Linked DNA regions of Mus musculus: all the other regions are linked to region 1. The links are chromatin contacts, called in public ChIA-PET, HiChIP or PLAC-seq and promoter capture Hi-C maps. All regions are on one chromosome and are shown on one strand. The core of a region is the stretch at or near the end of the contact, and the rest is flanking DNA. Distances in the headings are between cores, read along the strand shown. Region 1 holds the start of Aopep (aminopeptidase O). Region 2 holds the start of Zfp935 (zinc finger protein 935). Region 3 holds the start of Fancc (Fanconi anemia, complementation group C). Region 4 overlaps Fancc (Fanconi anemia, complementation group C). Region 5 overlaps Fancc (Fanconi anemia, complementation group C). Region 6 overlaps Fancc (Fanconi anemia, complementation group C). Region 7 overlaps Aopep (aminopeptidase O).

Region 1 (2,566 bases), core at 27-2,526:
AGAAGAAGAAGAAGAAGAAGAAGAAGAAGAAGAAGAAGAAGAAGAAGAAGAAGCAGCTGCTGCTGCTGCTTCGGCGGCATCTCAGGCTGAAAACCACCTGCTGTGTAAGCACGAGGACGCAAGTTCGGTCCCCAGAACCTGAGTGGAAAGTTTCAGGTCTGTGATTCCAGTGCTGGGGAGATAGAGGCGGGCATTTTCAAGAGTTGCTGGCTAAACCAATCTACCTGGCAAGCTCTAGGCCAGTGAGAGAACCTGTCTCAAAAACACATAAACAAAAAACGGTGGCCAGCATCTATGAAACCACAGTTGATGTTATCCCTTGTCTCCACATGCGTACACGTATTGCACACGTGCATGTGTGTGTTACACACACAATTCATATGGTCAGATGGGTGAATAAACGTATGGAATCACATATGACTAATGTAAAAAGCCTGGAATTTGACCACTGATGGTGGTTATTTTTAAAGGGGAGGAAGAGGAGAGGAGAGAGAGAGACCTTGAAGCCATGCATAACCTTGAATTTAAACTTGCCCTTTGCTTTTGGTTACTGGGAATTTTTCACCCAGTCAATTTGATGGAGCTGAGCCTCAGTTATTTTCTCTGTAAGGCAAACATAATAGTTCATAACTTGCAATACTGCATGAACTAAGGAGACAATGAAATGTAAGTGCAGGGCACAATCCCTGGAGTCTAAAAGACAAGTCGACAGTAAACAATATTATTCTCTGTAGCTCCCAATACGGGACAACCTAATCTTTACCAACTAGGAAATCACTAGCAGCCTTCTCAAATCACACGGAGCACAACACACCCTTCTGAAATGAATGCGCTAGTTGCACGTGGAAACAAAACAAAAGCACGAGGGATCAGAATTGAATTCAGCATCAACACGAGCCCAGTTGTCACCTTTGAAAACAGCTCTAAGCACCGCTCCGCTGGCCGGTGTGGTTTCCGTCTACCATGAGCACCACCTTTGCAGGTAGCGGTCGCCGCAAGTGCTGAGCGCTAATACTGCGGCTACAATTTATGTGACAGCATCCCAAGGGCTCGCCCCAGACAAGTCAGACAGGATCCCACCGCCTCGCTTCACAAGAGGCGAACAGGATCCCACTGGCTCACCACAGGGCAAGACGGATCGGATCCTACCTGCTCACCCCACCAGAGGTCGTGGGTCCGCATAACCCGGAGCGGCTGCTTGACACCGGAGCTGCAGGTTACCTGTCTCAGCTGCGGTGCTGCTGCAGCTACACTTCCGCAGACTCCGGGTTACCACGGGCTACCAGGCAAACACTAATTGCGTCATCAACACGCGCCAGGGTCGGCCGCTTCCCCCTCCCACCCCCTGTAGGCCAGTTCCTCGGCCGCTACTGCGCAGGCGCAGGGCTGCTAGTGGCCACGGTATCAAGACTCCAGACGCGTGAACTACACGCACGCCTCACTGAAATACAAATGTGTCGTTTTTGCCTTTGAGACAGGTCTCTCTGTGTAGTTCTGAGTGGTCTGGAACCTACTATGTAGACCAGGCTGGCCTCGAACTCAGAGATCAGCCTGCCTCTGCTTCCTGAGTGCGCTGTTTATTCTTCATTCCACATTTCTGAAGCATATGATTGGACTTTACATATTCATCCCAGCACAGTGCCTTAAATAAGATCATACTATGCGCCATACAGACAGTTACAGTATCTGCGGCTACAAAAGTGGGCCAGTTGTGCTTGCCTTTGTAGAGACAATCTTTGGTTGAGAAAGCAAGTTCTGAATAGTTCAACAGAATATTCCCTTTTTAAAAATTCATTTAGTATGTGGGGTGGTGTGTAATTGTATGTATGTCTAGGTACACGAATGTACAAATGGACCCCCTTGGAACTGGAGCTGCAGAGATAGTTGTAAGCTACCCCGTGAGTGCTGTACACCAAACCCAGGTCTTCTGCAACAGCAGCCAATGCTCTTAACCACTGAGTTAAGCTGCACCACATCAGCTAATTCTCGTATGGATGTTCTTAGAGGTACACATATGGAAGTAAGTCTCTGAAAAATGGAAGGAAGTCAGAGCCACTTCACTACAGGAGGTCTAATACCCTCTGAGGAGACTCATTTAACTGGGAAGAGAGGGGAAGGCTATAAAGACCTGCGAGCAAAGCAGCTAGAAGGATCAGAAGCACCTAGTACATGCAGCTTGTGGCGCCCTTGAAGAACACAGGGTGAAACCAACAAGGCCCAAAGGCCCCATCCTGCAGCACATTTCTGGGCCACTGTAAGCAAGGAGCGTGGATTCTGTCGCCAGGGAAGAGTGAGTGACAGGAACTAGTTTTGAAACGCAGAGCAGGCTGCTGTGTGTGCTGGGCATGAAGCACACAGAAAGAAGGGACTGGTGAGATGTGATGGAGAAAAATGGATACATATAAAAGGTAATTTGGAAATTGATGTGACAGGTGGGAAGGATTAGATAAAAGTCTAGACAAAAAAAAAAGTTACTGAAAGTGAGTGCTAGAATAGATTTGTTGAACTCTATAGTGAGAACCAGGTTTGTTCCATCTTTCAATCCTGACTTCTTTGCCTTCCTGTT
Region 2 (2,566 bases), core at 50-2,549, 500 kb after region 1:
TCTTTGGGCGAGAGCAAGCAGGGACTAAGTGAGTGGGACTGACCAGAGTGAAGCAGAGGTCTGAAAAATTCAATTCTCCACAGCCACATGAAGGCTCACAACCATCTGTACAGCTACAGTGTACTCATATACATAAAAAATAAATATATAAATCTAAAAAGAAAGAATCTGGATAAAAACTGAACTTCCTGTTAACTGATGTTGCCACCAATGTAATTATTTCAAATGACTGTAGTTACAGGAGTTCAGTTACTTAAAACCAAAGAGATGGGCACTGTGAATGTTTTTATTATTTTCACCATTTAAGATGGGAAAACCCTTATTTACTCTGGAGGTTTTGGTTAAGTAGAAAAAAAATTAATCTAGGCCAGAACTTCTGCTGTGAGCCTACATATATAAAGGATATTGAAGATGGTAGTTCTTTCTCTTTCTCTTCTTCCCACATACTGGCCAGCAAGGTCTCTTTATTTTTCTAGCATTAAGGCTCCATCTTTGGAATGCTGAAAAATACTAAAGACCAGCTGAGACATAAAGGCACTACTGTTTTCTTCAAATCTCCGTTGGTACAGTCATTGATTTACCAGTGGGGCCACATTCTGTGAGCCATTCTTATCTATCCACTTTCTGCATACTTAAAGATATCCATGCTCTGAGTTCTGTTCATCTGGAAAACCTTTACTAATACAGATATGTTTTTTCACCTTCCCACGTAGGAAGATGTGCTGGCTAACAATAGTGCTCCATAGTGATTGGCAACCATCCCCTGCTTTTCTCCCAGGGTTGTCTGGAGTCTCATCTGTAGCAATTGCATATTAGCTGCGATTTTCCTGATGTCAGTGTAAAATGAGAGAAGCAAACATCACATTTTATGTCCTAAAAATCTCTCTTTAATTGTAATTATCCTTGGAACCTATAGTTCATTCTGCTCCAAGTTGAATAATGTACTGTGCAAGGTGTGGCTCTTGATTCCTTGGTGGAGGAGGGGGGCGGAGCGAGGAGAAGCAGAACCGGCGGCGGCCTTGGAGGAGCAGGAAGAAGAAATTCCTGCTGAGTTCTGGATGACAGAAAGATAGACTATTGTTGGACAGGACTGAAAGAAAGTCTTGCAGATCTCAAAAGGGTCAGCATCTGGATAAGAAACCCGAGCTGGGAAGCCCTAAGCTGTGTGCCTTCAGCGCACTGTAACCCTAAGGGAGGTGCTCATGTCAATCAAGTCTCACTAGCCAATCAGGGCCTCCGGATAGGCAGGGCAATAGAAGTAGAGGCGTGTTCTTCCGTGTGCCTTGTTCCGGTGCTCTGTGTTCCTTTCCGTTTCGAGCAGGCTGAAAGCTTGGTCTGATTTGTTTTAATCTCTGCTGCCAGGGGCCTTAGGGAATTGCCAGCGATCTACGACGTGGCGACATGGTGAGCGTGTGACCACTGCCCTTAACCGGAAGGAGCAGGGGTCTAAGAAGCTGGAGTCGGGGTGACGGGATGCAGGGGACCAGCCCTGGCCATTCTTGGTTCCTCTTCAGGCAGTGGAGGGGGAAGAGTGTCTGAGGTGACAAGACTTGGTTTTCAGGGATGTTTAGGGTTGCTGTTTAGTATTAAGACGTTTGCCTATCTTAAGTCTCAGTCGCGTTGCAGCAGAAGCTGACCTGCCCGAGTTCCTCTGAGGCAAGGCTGGACGCTGCGATCTCTGGTATTTAGAGCCTCCTCTTAAAAAGACAGGGGATTAAGTGAGTAGCTTTTGTTCTATCTCCACAGAAACTGGGCTGCTCTAACTTCCAGCTGCTAGTTGAAGTCACAGGAAGAAAAGTGGGACACTTTTAAACATGTCTTTAATCTTTATTTCCAAGTTCTTCTAAAAAGTTTCCTATGAAAGTTCTCTAAGGAAAGGGAGTGGGTGATTAAGTAAAGGAGTCATTGCTAGAGCCTTTCCCTCTTGTCCAGATGCCTCTTGCTTGATAAGCTTGGGGGAAGTTTGGAGCAATAAACTTCTCTTAAACCAGGAGAAGAGAGCCACCCTCACAGTAGAAAAGACTTTTACACAAGCAAATATGGATAAACTCACATAAATTCATAATACAAATTATTATACTTTTGAGCGGTTAGTTTGTTCCAATGTATGTTGAATTTTCAACTAGAGGGGACTCCTTTGCAGATATGTCTAATCCACTTGCACAGTTACTTCAGCTCAGAGTGTTGAGAAGCTGTGTGTTAGGTTACGTCTCTCCGCAGCTCACATTGCACGTAGGGGTGAGATCTAACTGTATCTTCTCTTTTTAGTGCTTTTTGTTTTTTGTTTTGTTTTGTTTTTGGATTTTTTTTGAGACAGGGTTCCTCTGTATACCTCTTGCTGGCCTGGAACTCACTCTGTAGACCAGATTGGCCTCGAACTCAGAAACCCGCCTGCCTCTTCCTCCCAAATGCTGGGATTAAAGGCGTGCGCCACCACTGCCTGGCCTAACTTTATCTTCTTATGTCATTATCTCTGCTAGGGAATAGCCTGCAATTTTTCAAAATCACTCTCCTTTACCAATAACCAGACCAACACCAAATGGCTTCTCATCTCTCTCTTTTATAG
Region 3 (2,566 bases), core at 22-2,521, 470 kb before region 1:
TAATGTTTGTGCAGTGTGGTGCCGAAGGAGGCCAGAAGAGGGCATCAGATCCCTTGGACAGGGGTTACTAATAATTGTGAGCTGCCATGTGGATGCTGTGACTCAAACTCAGGTTCTCTGGAAGAGCAGCCAGTGCTCTTAATGGCTAAGCTATCTGTTACACCGCTCCCTTAATTAAAGCATACAGGTAATCTAATTCAGCAGTTGTTTTTCTACAACCCAATGTCTTTCGGCTAGTCTTTATTCTTCTCTTTCAAATTCAATTTACAATAAACAGAAAGATCGTGGATTAAAGGAGTGTGCTAGGGCTAAGCCACACGTGTAGAGATAGTTTTTTCTAGTATACAACCTCGGGATTCACAGTATGATCAAATATCCTGCAACAGAGTATTTAAATAAGAGCTATTTATTACAGGCATATATTCCTCCCTACATGTTATTTTTAAGGCACTAAGTTGTGGTCTTATTACAACGAATGGTTCTTAGGCACTAATTAAAAAAAAAAATTTAAGCCGGGCGTGGTGGCACACGCCTTTAATCCCAGCACTCGGGAGGCAGAGGCAGAGGCAGAGGCAGGCAGATTTCTGAGTTGGAGGCCAGCCTGGTCTACAAAGTGAGTTCCAGGACAGCCAGGGCTATACAGAGAAACCCTGTCTCGAAACAAACAAACAAACCAAAAAAATCTAAAAGTTTAAGGTTATCCTGACTCTTCCCCAATTCAAACATCTGTAAATAACCATGCAGATCTAAATTTGAAAATCTTTAAGAAAGGGCTGGCAAGATGGCTCGCTCATCAGGTAAAAGCTCCTACCACCAAGTTGAAGACTGGGTACCTGCATTAGTGAGAGAACTGATTCCCACAAACTGACCTCTAGGTTCACCTGGCATGCACACAAATGTAATGTTAAAAATTCAAGAATAAAAGATAAGCCATGTCTCACTTGACAAGAAGTTTCCACTTATGTGGCGTAAATGCAACTTTGAACCGATTTGAACCTGAACTAAGCAGTACATGGGCCTGACTAGGGATTGGAGCGATCACTAACCACAGACAAAACTCGTTTGTGGTTGGGCCCAGCAGGCTTGAACCCTATGTGGAGTTTGACCTATCTGGCAACTCCCGTCTCTCAAGAACCACATTCCAGGGCTCTCTCTTCTCTAAAGCCCTCACTCGGCGCCGCGAGTTAGCTATAGCCCGTAGTCGCCCACTTCCTCCAGGAGAGATTCAGATCTTCCCATCATGCCGCGGGAGCGCGCTGGGCCCCAGAGTGCACTGCGCGTGCGTGCGAGCGCGCGCGCAGCCCCACTCCCTTGCGGCCGCGGGAAAATTCCAAACACGTCAAAACAAAAAAAGTTCCGTGAGGCTGTGCCAAGTTTTCAAGCCGCAGAAGCCGGGCGGTGGCTTCTTTTCCGCCGCGGCCCAGTCTGCTGAGGCAGCTCTGGGTGAGGACCACCCGGGAAGACCGCCGTTTCCTGCTAGGGCAGAGAAGACTCGCGAGAACGTGCGCCCGAGTCTCAACGTGGGCGAGCCGCGCTCCCGCGGCGCGGTGGAGCTGAGGCAGGACGGTGAGAAGCTACGGTGGGCGGGTGCGAGCCGCGGGAGGGCGGGGCGGGATGTGGGGGGTTGGGGGGGGGGGAAGATATAGCCCGGCAGGAGGCGGGGCCTGGCGGGAGGCGGGGCTAGAGCCAGGTGGGAGGTGAGGCCGACGGTGAGGGGCGTGGCTAATCGGGGAGTTGAACCCAGCTTGGCAGTGGCCGACAGACGCGGTGGGCGTGACCACACGGAAACTGATCTCGGCGGGAGCCCGCACGACTTAGAGGGGCCGCTCCACAAGGGAGAGGAGCCGGAGGGGGGCTGCGCCATCGCAGATGAGCCCGGCGGGGCGGGACCGACAGTGAGGGGTGGGGTCTAAGGCCCAAGGTGAAGCTTGGTGAGCTTGGCTCGCGGCGATGGTAGAGAGGCATCTGTCCTTTACCCTTCGTCCCCATTTATTTTTATTTTTATTGTTTTAAGCAAATCCTCTCCCTCTGGTTTCAACGTAGCCGCAGGTACTTTTGGAAGGACTGGGGCAAAGGTGAAGCTTATTGCTCGCCATCCATTAGAGCAGCTCTGCTCAGGGTCTCAAGATCGCCCTCCCACAGCTGCTTGAGTGACAGGCCCAGAGGCCCATTCAAGGCCTGAGAGTGTTTAATGCTTGTGTCTTGCTGTCTTGCTGCCTTACTGGAACAGTTTTTAGGTGCTTGGGCTTGGAGGGGGTGCTGGATGAAAATCTTGGAACAGGCCAATGATATTGAAGACCTCTGTGTGCCTGGACTTTTCCTCTAGTATGAGATGATTCGAAAAATCCCATCCCTCATTAAATTAATCTAAGCGGGTGTGACCGACGTGAGATACCTATTTGTGGATGGCCCTCGCCTTTAGGGTGCTTCCAAATGGCAGATTTAACGCTCACAATTGAACAACTGGCGGTTATGTGTGTGTATGTAGAGGCCAGAGGTGGTGTCAGGAGTGCCCCATCTTTCCCTCCTTATTCGTCCCCCGCCTCTCCTCACACCCATCACATTT
Region 4 (2,566 bases), core at 50-2,549, 430 kb before region 1:
TTAGGCAAGACAGCACCTCCTGGTACTTTATTTAAGCTGACAGGGAAAAATGAATGCCCCTCAAAATGGCCTGGTGAGTTTACTCAGATTTATTAATTACTGAGAAAGCATAAGCTTAATGCTTGTTTTTAAAGCCCTAAAAATTATGAAGGGTTGGGTGCTCTCAGTGAATGTAGAGATCTCCGTAGTTAGTCCTGTCCAGTGCCTTTCATAACAAAGCCATTGGAAGCACTATTAGCTTACAGGAGGCTGAAAGGTGAACTCTGGATGTCTTTGAGAATACTGCAGGGGCTGGGTATGTCTACCTCCCCTCTCTTCCACCACAGGGTCTGCATTGCTGTGGCTATCCTGTCTGCTAACAGCTTCAGTTTCTAAAGTTAAGGTTTTTTTCTAATTGTGCTCTGAGTCTCTACCTGGAACAGATTTGGCTACCAGAAACATAGACAGATAGTAGTTATTTTGCTTTAAAGAGCTTGAAATTACTGATGTTTAAAATGTGAAATTAGAAACATGTTGAAGAGCCCAGCACTTTCAGCTCTTTCCATCCTTCTTGTTTGGCTTTAAAAACTGCTGCTGTTGCAGAAAGAGAGTTGACCACACAAGAGCTGGAGTGAGCTGAGCCCACAAGTAGAAAAGCCTCCGCTGAGCTTGTTTCTTGAGGTTTTCCTAAGCATGTTCTTAGGGTTTTTTTTCCCCTATTTGATAAAGTCTATTCATTTTAGTTTTCTTTTCTGCAGATGAAAGCCAAAAAATTGTAATATGGTGCTTATGTTGTCTGATGAACAAAGAACCTCGGACTTCTGCAGAGTCAGGACTTAACTCGTGGATCCGGGTAAGAGAGAAAATCCCTCTGCTGGCTCTGCTTTGACTTCAGGTGGTGATTTAAAGATACCCCACTCCCCTTCTTTCCCTTTATTGGCTCAATTCTGTCTGTCATGTTTTAAGGCAGTGGTTCTCAACTTATGGGTTGTGACCCCTTGGGGGTTGAACACAGGAGTCGTATATCTGATATCATGAATATTGGATATTTATATTATGATTCATAACAGTAGCAAGATTATTGTTACAAAGTAGCGATGAAATCATTAGGCGTCGGCATAACTTGAAGAATTGTATTAAAGGGTTGCAGTGTTAGGATGGTTGAGAACCTCTGGGTTAACAAGTGGCCTTTTACTGTTAGGTTTTCCCTGAGTGTTGAACTGTTTAGATTTCAGGTTTGCTTGGTTCCTGCAGTACTGCTCCTTATGATGAACCTCCCAGTGCTGACACCACTGCATGCTGGGTGGTTTCGAAAAATACTTGGTAATGATTAAAAGAATGTACTGGGTTTTCTGCCAGCTATTGCTGGAAGCACTGTTTCACCCTCTAAGCCTAGTTTAAGTCCTTACATAATTTTCTCCAAGAATGGCTCTGTTTCTCAGAATCTTTTTTGTGGTAAGTATGAGTTTAGATTGGAGGGGCTGGAGAGATGGCTCAGTGGTTAAGAGCAGTGGCTGAGGACCCAGGTTCAATTTCTAGCACCCTCATTGGCAGCTCACAACTGTTTGTGACTTTAGTTCCAGGGTATCCATGGCACCAGGCATGTATGAGGTGCACATATATGTGCATGTAGGTAAAATACTCATACATATAAAATAAGTCAATCTTTAAAAACAAAAACAAACAAGCAAGCAATACAAACAACCCAAAACTAATATCCGTGGAGCCCAGCCCTGTTTTTGTGTCTCAGAGTTGATGCCTAGGCCACTGCTACTCATGCTTTCAAAATCATTCATCATGGCAGCTGCCCAGAGAGCTGATTGGTTCCTGGTTTTTTCCCACCTTAGTTTCCTCTGAAATGGCAGGCACAAGCTGGAAACCTGATCTGGCTGGTTGCTTTTGCTGCTTTCTGTTGCCCCTACTATTCTACTATACGCCACAGCCTGAGGACTTGCTGATGCAGTACCACCAGGTTCACTCATTTTGAGCCATTCGTGGCTGTGAAATTGTCCAGGTAGATTGGTACATAGGGTTTGGCCCATTGATGGTAGGTGATACATCACCTCCTTTATGTGTCCTTTAGACAAAATTGGTGATGGTGATGATAAATACAGTATTGTACTTTCTGTTGAATTGGAAGAAGAGAAGGTACACAAGGAGTGGAAAGGATTGGGCAAGGGAAGAAATGAATACAGAATTTAGTTTGAAGAAAAATTCAGGTAAAGAACCGAAGAAAGGAACTGATGAATCGAGTTAGAGGAGAAAAGCTATAGGAATAGAACAATACCTAGCCTTCAACAAAATATATTGTCTTTCATTTTTTGATCATTGTGTTTTATAGAATGTTTGCTGTTTTAAGAACAGTTACTTAGTGTGTAAGTTTGTATTGGATAGATCACTAAGTCCCAGAGTAGCCCATGTAGTAAATTGTTTCTGGGATGACTGGATTAACGTTGCACATTTAATATATGACTTTATTCATCTATTTTTAAAATTGTAGCCTATTTATTTTGTAGTTTATTCATTGTTTAATGCCTGGGGTAAGTGAGTACTGAGAGGTACTTAAATTAACACTAATGCAGAAGGT
Region 5 (2,566 bases), core at 37-2,536, 390 kb before region 1:
TGCAAACCAGAACTGCATAGCAGTTTATATAAATAAAGGTGTAAGGAGGCTGGATGTAGTATTGTATATATCTTTAACTTCAGCACTCAAGAGATAGAAGCAGGCAGATCTTTGAGTTCTGAGACTAGTCTGGTCTACTTAGTGAGCTCCAGGCCAACTAAAGCTACATAGTAAGATTCTGTCTCCAAAAAAAAAAGGGAGAAGAAGAAGAAGAAGAAAAAGAAGAAGAAGAAGAAGAAGAAGAAGTAGTAGTAGTAGTAGTAGTAGTAGTAGTAGTAGTAGTAGTAGTAGTAGTAAGGGAGGGAAGCGTTAGATAGCTTTAGTATGTTGTGTTGTGTTGTGTTGATGATGATGTGGAGAAATGACATCATGCACTGCTGGTGAGAATGCATTGTGGCATAGCTACTGTACACAAGCCATAGTGGTTCATTCACAAAGAAAAATAGATCTGGTGTGATGCTGCATGCCTGTGATCTCAGCACTTGGGAGGGGGGAGTCCGAGGGTCCAGAGTCCAAGGCCAGCTGTGGCTACATGAGACTTGGTCTTAAACAAGCAAGTAAATGGAGTTTCTGCATGGCCACTTCCACTTCTGCTTATATATTCAAAAGAATTGAAAAGATAATTTGCAAACCTATGTTGGTTGTATTTTACATACTAGCCAAGGGATAGAAGTAACCTCTATGCATCTTGTTAGATGAAAGCATGGCATAGACACAACTAAATTTTTATCATCCTTAAAAAAAAAAAAAAGAAAGAAAAAAGGAAAGCCCTGTTGAGTGCTCTGACATGGTCCATCTGACACTACACAATGAAATAAGCCAACCACCAAGAACAAATGCTGCCTTCCGCTCACCTGTAATATCCAGAGTAGCCAGTCTCTCAGAAGGTAGAATTCTGTTTGCCATGGGCTGGGAGGAAGGGAGGCAGGAGTTCTTGGTTGATAAAGAGTTTTAATTTTGTAAGATGTGGAAGTTGTGGAGATCTTTTGATAAGATGATGGTTTGAAAGGTTGATATAATGAGGGTTTTACTATCACCTGGGGATACTCTTTAAGTGTTGGTGATTTCAGGAAGATATAGGTTATTTTCAAGTAAGGCTAGAAGAGGTCCATGATAAATCTCCTTGCCACAGATCCTCTGGGCCCCTTTGTCTGCTTGGAACGGGTCTCTAGTCTCGGGTGGGCAAAGCGTCATATGAATTGACTGACAGATGCACACAGGAGAGGTTGTGTAGAATCTGAATGTAATGTCAAATGGAGCATCAGACTTTTTATACAGAGACAATAAGGAAGTTGGGTGGCACACTTGCAAGGTACAAAGAGGTTACTGGATTCTTACATAAAACAGAGGAATGCAAACACAGAAAGTCTAACAAGGACCACCTGGGATAGAATTCATTGTTAACAGCTGGGATCAACAAGGGTTCCACCTAAGATTCACTTAATCTTAGAAGCCAAGGTCAAGGGCTTCGTGCCCTTGCCATAGTTCCTATTTTAGTCTATTGTATAGTCCACCTTCCCCTTAGGCCATTGTAAATACGTGTGTGTATGGGTGTAACTCAGCTATAGTTCTAAGTATCTATTCTGGTTTCTCCTTCGGTCTGAAACTTCCTTCTTCCTTGGTGATGGTAAATTCCTGTGTAGGGGAGTGACTTAGCTTTTAATCAAAGTGATAGTGTAATACCAGAGGCTATTCTGAATGTCACTGAATAGCAACATTCTTACTGAATTCCAAGCCCATGGTCTTGCTCAAAGATGTTCTTAGGACTGTTGGAACACTGGTGAAGGCTTTAGCTATGTCAGAATTCAATCTTAAAAAGCACTTATAATAGGATAATACTAAAAGAGAGCATGTGGATCCATCCACTAGACTAACGCGGGAATGGAAAATTAATGTATGGGTTAGAGAGAACACCAGACTCCAGGAGTGAGTTTCCGTGAAACTCTTTTGCCTCGTGAGTAGCTTCCAAGCCTCAGCCTGTCAAGCTGACTCGACCGGAGAGCGTGGCATCTCCTTAACAATTTTAAAGTCACTTGGCATTGGTGGAGCACACCTTTAATCCCAGAACTCAGGAGGCAGAAGCAGGCAGATCTCTGAGTTCAAAGACTGGTCTACAGAGCGAGTTCTAAGACAACCAAGGCTACACAGAGAGACCCTGTCATGAAAAACAAAACAAAACAACAACAACAAAATTTAAAAGTCTACTATAAAATTAGGTAGAGCTTGGCTTATCAAAATACAGGCAAGCAATAGATATCCCTCTGAAGAAGTTCATGGCATTTGTGGATCCAGCCTGAGGCTTGTCAGATATCTAGAGATACAGTTCAAGAGGGAGTTATGTAGCTTTCCAGACAGCATTACAGTAAGTGTTAGGCTGTGACTAGTTGCCAGAGCAGTACTCCAAACGACTTCTGTGTAAGAAGTGAACTGCAAAAGGCTTGATGCTAAGCACATATTGCTAGAGCCATCATCCTGTATGGTTGTCTCTAGCCTCCCAGCTTTCTACAGCAAGCCACAGGACTATACCTTGAGATGACTCTTGCAAGGTTCACAGCATCACACCTTG
Region 6 (2,566 bases), core at 44-2,543, 350 kb before region 1:
ACAGTACACAGGCATAGTTGGATTATGGAGTTTGCTGGTGTTTGTGCCTTTAACTTACAGCAGTTAAGTCATGGTTAGTCACTTGGCTGCAAGTGCTATGCGACAGTTTCCTCTGCTGGTTATACTTGTGGTACAAAAGCATATTTGTCCTTCTTGGGTAACACCTGCAACTGTGTTCTTCTGCTTTGGCTAACTGAATCAGATCATGACTTTTTCTATAGTCGTATCTAATGTACTTTTGGGCTTAGTCGGGGACTCAAACCCTTCAGACACTGTCCTGTCACTTGTAAGAATCTTCCTGGAGAGGCAGAGGTTCACACAAAGCTGCTTGCAGATTGATGGACATCAAAGCAGAGTCCATAGCTACAGGAGCTGACATAGCCTGAGCTCTGTGTGCTGTGAGTGGTGCTGTATCCCAGCCATGTACTAGCACACTATCAGGAAGAGCCCCTTTGCCAGGTGTGCTAGGCATGTCAGCTGTGCATGGCACACTGTGGAAGAGTGAGAGAGGAGCAGTAACAGCCACTCCCAATGGGTGGAGCATAGGTTGCTTGGGTCTGTCAGATGATGCTGAGTGGTAGACTGTTTTCCCATTCTTTATTCCTCGTGTTTCCCATAGGAAGCAAAAGTAAATCTTTATAATATAGAATGGAAATACGTTATGAAGAAAAAAGGCTTATCTTTCACTTCAGAGACACACATCTCCCCTATAGAAGCTTCTAGACTCAGAAGGCATATGAGAGGGAAGTCAATGTGGACAAACAGGATTGAGTTTGGGGTATGCAGATCAGAAAGAGGGGAAAGGTGAGACTTCTCCAGATGCTATCAACTGAGATGGTGGCCACCCTAGGAACTGATCCTCTCAGTGGGAAAGTCCTGTGGTACCTTTCTCATGGTTACCCTTGTGGTCCAGAGATCTCACACAAAACTCCTGTGGGCTGCTGTCTGAGACAGGTGGCACTGATTGGACCTGAACTTGCAGGTTAGACGCAGCTCTCAGAGACCCACAAAGTCAGTTGTGGGAATTCTCTGAACAGGACAGAACATGGATGTGATGTTCTACACTGTATCTGCCTCAGAAGCTCTGGGCTTCTGTGAAACACAGCAATGGGCCACTCTTGAAACAAGCAGGAGTCTCAGCATGAAATAAATATTTTTTATGCAAAAACAACCCACGGACTTAGAACAACTACTGTTATTATGTGGATTCCACAGCCTTGTGCCCTCTGCTTAAGCTGTGACTTGTAGGAACAACTGTCCCAGTGTTTACAACAAAACAAACGAGCTTGTGTGTGCCCGGCCTGTGCTTCCCTCACATAGCCCAGGCAGGGGCAGCCCTGCATTCTTATCAGCACCGCCCAGTGGGGCCTGGGACTCTAATTGATTATGGCTTATGGTCAGGGGTCTTCAAGGGGCCGTTTGCATTTTTCCCACAGTAAGAAAATTCTGACTACCTTCTGCTGAGGACTTGCCTTCATTTCCTTCCATACAAAAAAAGGTCAGGTGCTGGCATGATGCCCTGGCTCCTTGGTGGGCAAGATGAAAGAACGGCAGGAAATTTCCATTACGTTCATTTAGGTTTATATGGAGCTGTGTGTGAACTAGTGTGTTGGGTACCCGGCTGTTTCTCTCTCTGGAGCGTGAAAGCATCAAGTCAGTCCTAGAGTCTCTTATGTCCTGAGTCTCTCTAATGTCTCAAGCCGCTGTACTTGTATTCCCCAGGTGGAGCTGAAGGTATTAATCAACCGTCTCCTGATGCTGCTCAGAAGCGGCCCCCTCTCAGCTACTGATCTGCAGGAAGCAGCTGAGAGTCCCAGTGGAGACCCCAGACCACCTGTATGTGGACAGCTGGTCAGACGCCTTCTTCTTAGTCTCTTGCTCTGGACCCCAGAAGGCCATGCAATTGTCTGGGAAGCTGTCACCCATGTAAGTTGCTCTCTTTTTCCAACCTGTACTTCAGTTCACTCTCTTCGTGGAGGTAGATTATCTCCTTAAGGGTCCGACTTTTGAGATCACAGGCCCAGGATGCTGCCCCAGGATATGGAGATCCACAAGGCCACAGCACAGACCCAGAGCCCACCTGTGCTGTACAGAGGTATGTGGAGGAGAAGGCATGCTTGCAGAAAGGATGTCACCTTGTAGGCACACTTGCAGGCGCTGCTGGCACCACCCACACTGAGAGCTGGGTGCCCCGCATCCCATGTTATGGTCACTCTCTGCCATGTCCTGGGGCGAGAAGTCCAGCTTCAGGGACAACATGCTCCTAGTAGCCATCGTGCTACTGTAACAGGTCAGAGCTTACTTCAGAGAAAGCATTGTTTAGTATATCAGTTTTCTTGTTGCAGTGACAAAATCTGAGAAAAACAGCTACAAGGGAGGAGTCAAGAAGAGTTAGTGTTTTACTTCACTAAGCTTAGTGGTGCTGGGCCCACCCATGGTCAGGCAGATCCCTGTGGCAACAATGTGTGGCAGTGACTGTCTACCTAGGGTGCACAGAAAACACAGGATCCAAACATCCCTAAGGACTTCCCCGTGACCCACTTCCCTCAGATAGTCCCTGCTTCCT
Region 7 (2,566 bases), core at 43-2,542, 320 kb before region 1:
CTGTGTCTAATTCTGACTCCTGTTGCATCCTGGTGGCTTTCTCCCCCTTTTTCTGTGGTAGTTTGAGACTAGTTTTACTATACAGGCCACGCTGGCTGGGAACTTGTCCTGATGTTCCTGCTCCTGTGTCCTGAAGATGACAGCCTTCCTTTCACGGTACAGAGCTTCACACTCTGTGTTCTCTCTCTCTCTCATCCTCTCTCTCTCTCATTCTCTCTCTCACTCACTCACTCTCTCTCTTTCACTCACTCTCTCACTCACTCTTTCACTCACTTTCACTCTCTCTCTCTCTCTCTCCCCCTCTCTCTCTCACTCACTCACACATATAAATCACTCACATGGATTTTTTTTTTTTTTTTTTCGAGACAGGGTTTCTCTGTGTAGCCCTGGCCGTCCTGGAACTCACTCTGTAGACCAGGCTGGCCTCGAACTCAGAAATTCGCCTGCCTCTGCCTCCCAAGTGTTGGGGTTAAAGGTGTGCGCCACCACTGCCTGGCATACATGGATTTTTTTAAATTTAGAAAACACAAACAGAAAAATGTCGAAGGTGCTTTAGACCAAGGTTATGGCCCAGTCTAAAATGTTTATGGTGGCCTTCACATACAAGCTGCCTGAAGTGAGCTGAGGGCTGAGTCACTAGGAGAGATGTGCATTGCATTTTGTCATGAGGGGCATGGCCAGCTGGAGCCACAGGTTGTGGCAGGTTCCCTTCTCAACCACACAGGCCTTCAGGCCAGTAGGAGGAATGGGAGGGCAGCCTTCCAGCAGGCCCTAGAAACACTCTCGCTATAATCACAGATTCCTTATTCAATACCAGACCCAGAGCTTGACAGTGACCTGCACAGAACACTGGAGGCCTTACTTACCTCACTCCTTCTCTGTGGAGGCTTGGCACATGACCCCGCTACTGAGGTCTCTTTGGCCATCTTTCAGGTGGCTCCTACTTATTCTGTATCTGAGAACCCTGACAACTGGATGGAATGCCCTTGCTTGCTCAGTTACAGGGGAATAGTGGAAACCAAGTTAGAAACCTCAAGGTTGTTTCCACCAAGGAACAACTCTTTCTCCTGTCGACTGTCTGTCACTCAAATGAAAGTTGCTAATGGTTCAACTTAGTTCCTGCGGCCTAGTCACCAGAAGGCACACTTAAAATTTGAAGTTTCTAGAAAACAACATGGTTGCTGAAAATCATGTTGATCTTCAGATTCAAAGTGATATTTTACAGGAACTTCAGTACAAGAAAAGCCACAAGCACAAGGAACTGCAGCCACACTTATGACGGAACCACAAGCACAAAGCCACTGCTTAGTTTGAAGTCCCTACTGCAGGAACCTCAATCCGCAGCCCCAGCAAGGGACACAGCTGCAAAATGCCATGCGAAGTGATCAGGAGCTGGGTTGGCAAGAGTCCTGAGGAGTCCTGAGCAGGACTGGTTATACTGAGAGACCTGAGGAGTCCTGAGCAGGACTGGTTATACTGAGAGACCTGAGGAGTCCTGAGAAGGACTGGTTATACTGAGAGTCCTGAGGAGTCCTGAGCAGGACTGGTTATACTGAGAGACCTGAGGAGTCCTGAGCAGGACTGGTTATACTGAGAGACCTGAGGAGTCCTGAGGAGGACTGGCTATACTGAGAGTCCTGAGGAGTCCTGAGCAGGACTGGTTATACTGAGAGACCTGAGGAGTCCTGAGCAGGACTGGTTATACTGAGAGTCCTGAGGAGTCCTGAGCAGGACTGGTTATACTGAGAGACCTGAGGAGTCCTGAGCAGGACTGGTTATACTGAGAGTCCTGAGGAGTCCTGAGCAGGACTGGTTATACTAAAGAGTCCTGAGGAGTCCTGAGGAGGACTGGTTATACTGAGAGTCCTGAGGAGTCCTGAGCAGGACTGGTTATACTGAGAGACCTGAGGAGTCCTGAGCAGGACTGGTTATACTGAGAGACCTGAGGAGTCCTGAGCAGGACTGGTTATACTGAGAGTCCTGAGGAGTCCTGAGCAGGACTGGTTATACTAAAGAGTCCTGAGGAGTCCTGAGGAGGACTGGTTATACTGAGAGACCTGAGGAGTCCTGAGGAGGACTGGTTATACTGAGAGACCCAGGTTAAGTTTAGCACAGCTCTCCTGGCTTTTACAGCAGCACTCACCCATGTGTCCGCAGGTATGTGGCTTTTTATTGTGTGCTTGTCTCAACAACAAAGTTGAAGAGCTGTTGCAGAAACAATGTGGCCTAAACTATGAACTCTCCAGTCTTTTAGAGACAACATTTGCTGGCCACTATCCTGACATGTGCTGGATTTATACATCTTTCTTGTCTTGTGTAGCCATCTCCTCTTGTCTTCAGTGTTGCTTCCTTTGAGGGGCCTTTCTTGAATACTTGGCTTAGAGATGTTTGCCCTGTGTGTCTCCTCTTCACCCTGTATCACCCCTTCATAGCCCTCGGCTGAGGCTACCTTGTTTACCCAATGAGCTGACAGACAAATAAATGCAAGTTTCCTATGGGTGAGCCTGACTCGAGTACACCATTTCTTTCTCAGTGTGTAGATGTTAAGTGTAAATGCTACAGTCAG

Evidence for each region. Promoter capture Hi-C pulls out the DNA fragments that hold promoters and counts their contacts. ChIA-PET counts read pairs in DNA pulled down with a chosen protein or histone mark. HiChIP or PLAC-seq counts read pairs in DNA pulled down with a chosen protein or histone mark. Capture Hi-C pulls out chosen DNA fragments and counts their contacts.
Region 2: a promoter capture Hi-C map of liver shows a contact between it and region 1, with 4 times the contacts expected there. The contact joins the promoter of Zfp935 here to the promoter of Aopep in region 1. A contact is called at or near these places in 1 of 115 datasets of contacts at active chromatin or transcription factors (the 230-238 cell line) and 2 of 9 other capture datasets (adipose tissue and liver).
Region 3: an H3K27ac HiChIP or PLAC-seq map of microglia shows a contact between it and region 1, with 9 times the contacts expected there. The contact joins the promoter of Fancc here to the promoter of Aopep in region 1. A contact is called at or near these places in 5 of 39 promoter capture datasets (the C10 cell line, hippocampal neurons, liver and 1 more), 4 of 484 Hi-C or Micro-C datasets (CD4 T cells, LSK cells, natural killer cells and 1 more), 15 of 115 datasets of contacts at active chromatin or transcription factors (the 230-238 cell line, CD8 T cells, acute myeloid leukemia and 8 more) and 3 of 9 other capture datasets (adipose tissue, embryonic stem cells and liver).
Region 4: a promoter capture Hi-C map of liver shows a contact between it and region 1, with 2.9 times the contacts expected there. The contact joins the enhancer-like site here to the promoter of Aopep in region 1. A contact is called at or near these places in 9 of 39 promoter capture datasets (the C10 cell line, the HPC-7 cell line, cranial neural crest and 5 more), 4 of 115 datasets of contacts at active chromatin or transcription factors (the 230-238 cell line, acute myeloid leukemia, bone marrow-derived macrophages and 1 more) and 1 of 9 other capture datasets (liver).
Region 5: an H3K27ac HiChIP or PLAC-seq map of embryonic stem cells shows a contact between it and region 1, with 3 times the contacts expected there. The contact joins the enhancer-like site here to the promoter of Aopep in region 1. A contact is called at or near these places in 9 of 39 promoter capture datasets (the C10 cell line, cranial neural crest, embryonic stem cells and 5 more), 11 of 115 datasets of contacts at active chromatin or transcription factors (the SCID.adh cell line, acute myeloid leukemia, bone marrow-derived macrophages and 5 more) and 3 of 9 other capture datasets (embryonic stem cells, liver and pancreatic islet).
Region 6: a contact with region 1 is called in an H3K4me3 HiChIP or PLAC-seq map of stem cell-derived neural progenitor cells, with 34 read pairs. The contact joins the enhancer-like site here to the promoter of Aopep in region 1. A contact is called at or near these places in 16 of 39 promoter capture datasets (3T3-L1-derived adipocytes, the C10 cell line, the HPC-7 cell line and 12 more), 5 of 484 Hi-C or Micro-C datasets (Sertoli cells, bone marrow-derived macrophages, cerebral cortex and 1 more), 24 of 115 datasets of contacts at active chromatin or transcription factors (the 230-238 cell line, DN3 thymocytes, T-cell acute lymphoblastic leukemia and 17 more) and 4 of 9 other capture datasets (adipose tissue, embryonic stem cells, liver and 1 more).
Region 7: a contact with region 1 is called in an RNA polymerase II ChIA-PET map of memory CD8 T cells, with 58 read pairs. The contact joins the enhancer-like site here to the promoter of Aopep in region 1. A contact is called at or near these places in 13 of 39 promoter capture datasets (the 3T3-L1 cell line, the C10 cell line, the HPC-7 cell line and 8 more), 4 of 484 Hi-C or Micro-C datasets (bone marrow-derived macrophages, embryonic stem cells and muscle stem cells), 16 of 115 datasets of contacts at active chromatin or transcription factors (acute myeloid leukemia, bone marrow-derived macrophages, cardiomyocytes and 11 more) and 4 of 9 other capture datasets (adipose tissue, embryonic stem cells, liver and 1 more).

What each region holds. Positions count from the first base shown.
Region 1 is chr13:62,963,603-62,966,168 of GRCm38.p6, reverse strand. Aopep (aminopeptidase O) reads right to left here and starts at 1,276. Exons shown (of 16, transcript NM_001289926.1): 1 at 1,150-1,276.
Region 2 is chr13:62,465,545-62,468,110 of GRCm38.p6, reverse strand. Zfp935 (zinc finger protein 935) reads left to right here and starts at 1,299. Exons shown (of 4, transcript NM_178875.4): 1 at 1,299-1,404. The coding sequence starts at 1,402.
Region 3 is chr13:63,430,450-63,433,015 of GRCm38.p6, reverse strand. Fancc (Fanconi anemia, complementation group C) reads left to right here and starts at 1,271. Exons shown (of 15, transcript NM_007985.3): 1 at 1,271-1,566.
Region 4 is chr13:63,396,349-63,398,914 of GRCm38.p6, reverse strand. Fancc (Fanconi anemia, complementation group C) reads left to right here. Exons shown (of 15, transcript NM_007985.3): 4 at 738-832. Among named protein-coding and RNA genes, the nearest start is that of Fancc, 34 kb to the left of the region's middle. Within about 2 kb of position 1,299, at least 14 of the 459 cell types and tissues checked have an H3K27ac peak or open chromatin away from gene starts, as enhancers often do. A contact at or near this core is called in liver, where this site is marked.
Region 5 is chr13:63,352,256-63,354,821 of GRCm38.p6, reverse strand. All of the region lies in intron 6 of Fancc (Fanconi anemia, complementation group C), which reads left to right. Among named protein-coding and RNA genes, the nearest start is that of Mir3074-1, 52 kb to the right of the region's middle. Within about 2 kb of position 1,286, at least 10 of the 459 cell types and tissues checked have an H3K27ac peak or open chromatin away from gene starts, as enhancers often do. A contact at or near this core is called in embryonic stem cells, where this site is marked.
Region 6 is chr13:63,316,713-63,319,278 of GRCm38.p6, reverse strand. It overlaps Fancc (Fanconi anemia, complementation group C), which reads left to right. Exons shown (of 15, transcript NM_007985.3): 14 at 1,723-1,926. It also overlaps a transcript of Aopep not described here. Among named protein-coding and RNA genes, the nearest start is that of Mir3074-1, 17 kb to the right of the region's middle. Within about 2 kb of position 1,293, at least 38 of the 459 cell types and tissues checked have an H3K27ac peak or open chromatin away from gene starts, as enhancers often do. A contact at or near this core is called in Th17 cells, forebrain, neural stem cells and 1 more, where this site is marked.
Region 7 is chr13:63,283,712-63,286,277 of GRCm38.p6, reverse strand. All of the region lies in intron 14 of Aopep (aminopeptidase O), which reads right to left. Among named protein-coding and RNA genes, the nearest start is that of Gm16907, 12 kb to the left of the region's middle. Within about 2 kb of position 1,292, at least 20 of the 459 cell types and tissues checked have an H3K27ac peak or open chromatin away from gene starts, as enhancers often do. A contact at or near this core is called in effector CD8 T cells and memory CD8 T cells, where this site is marked.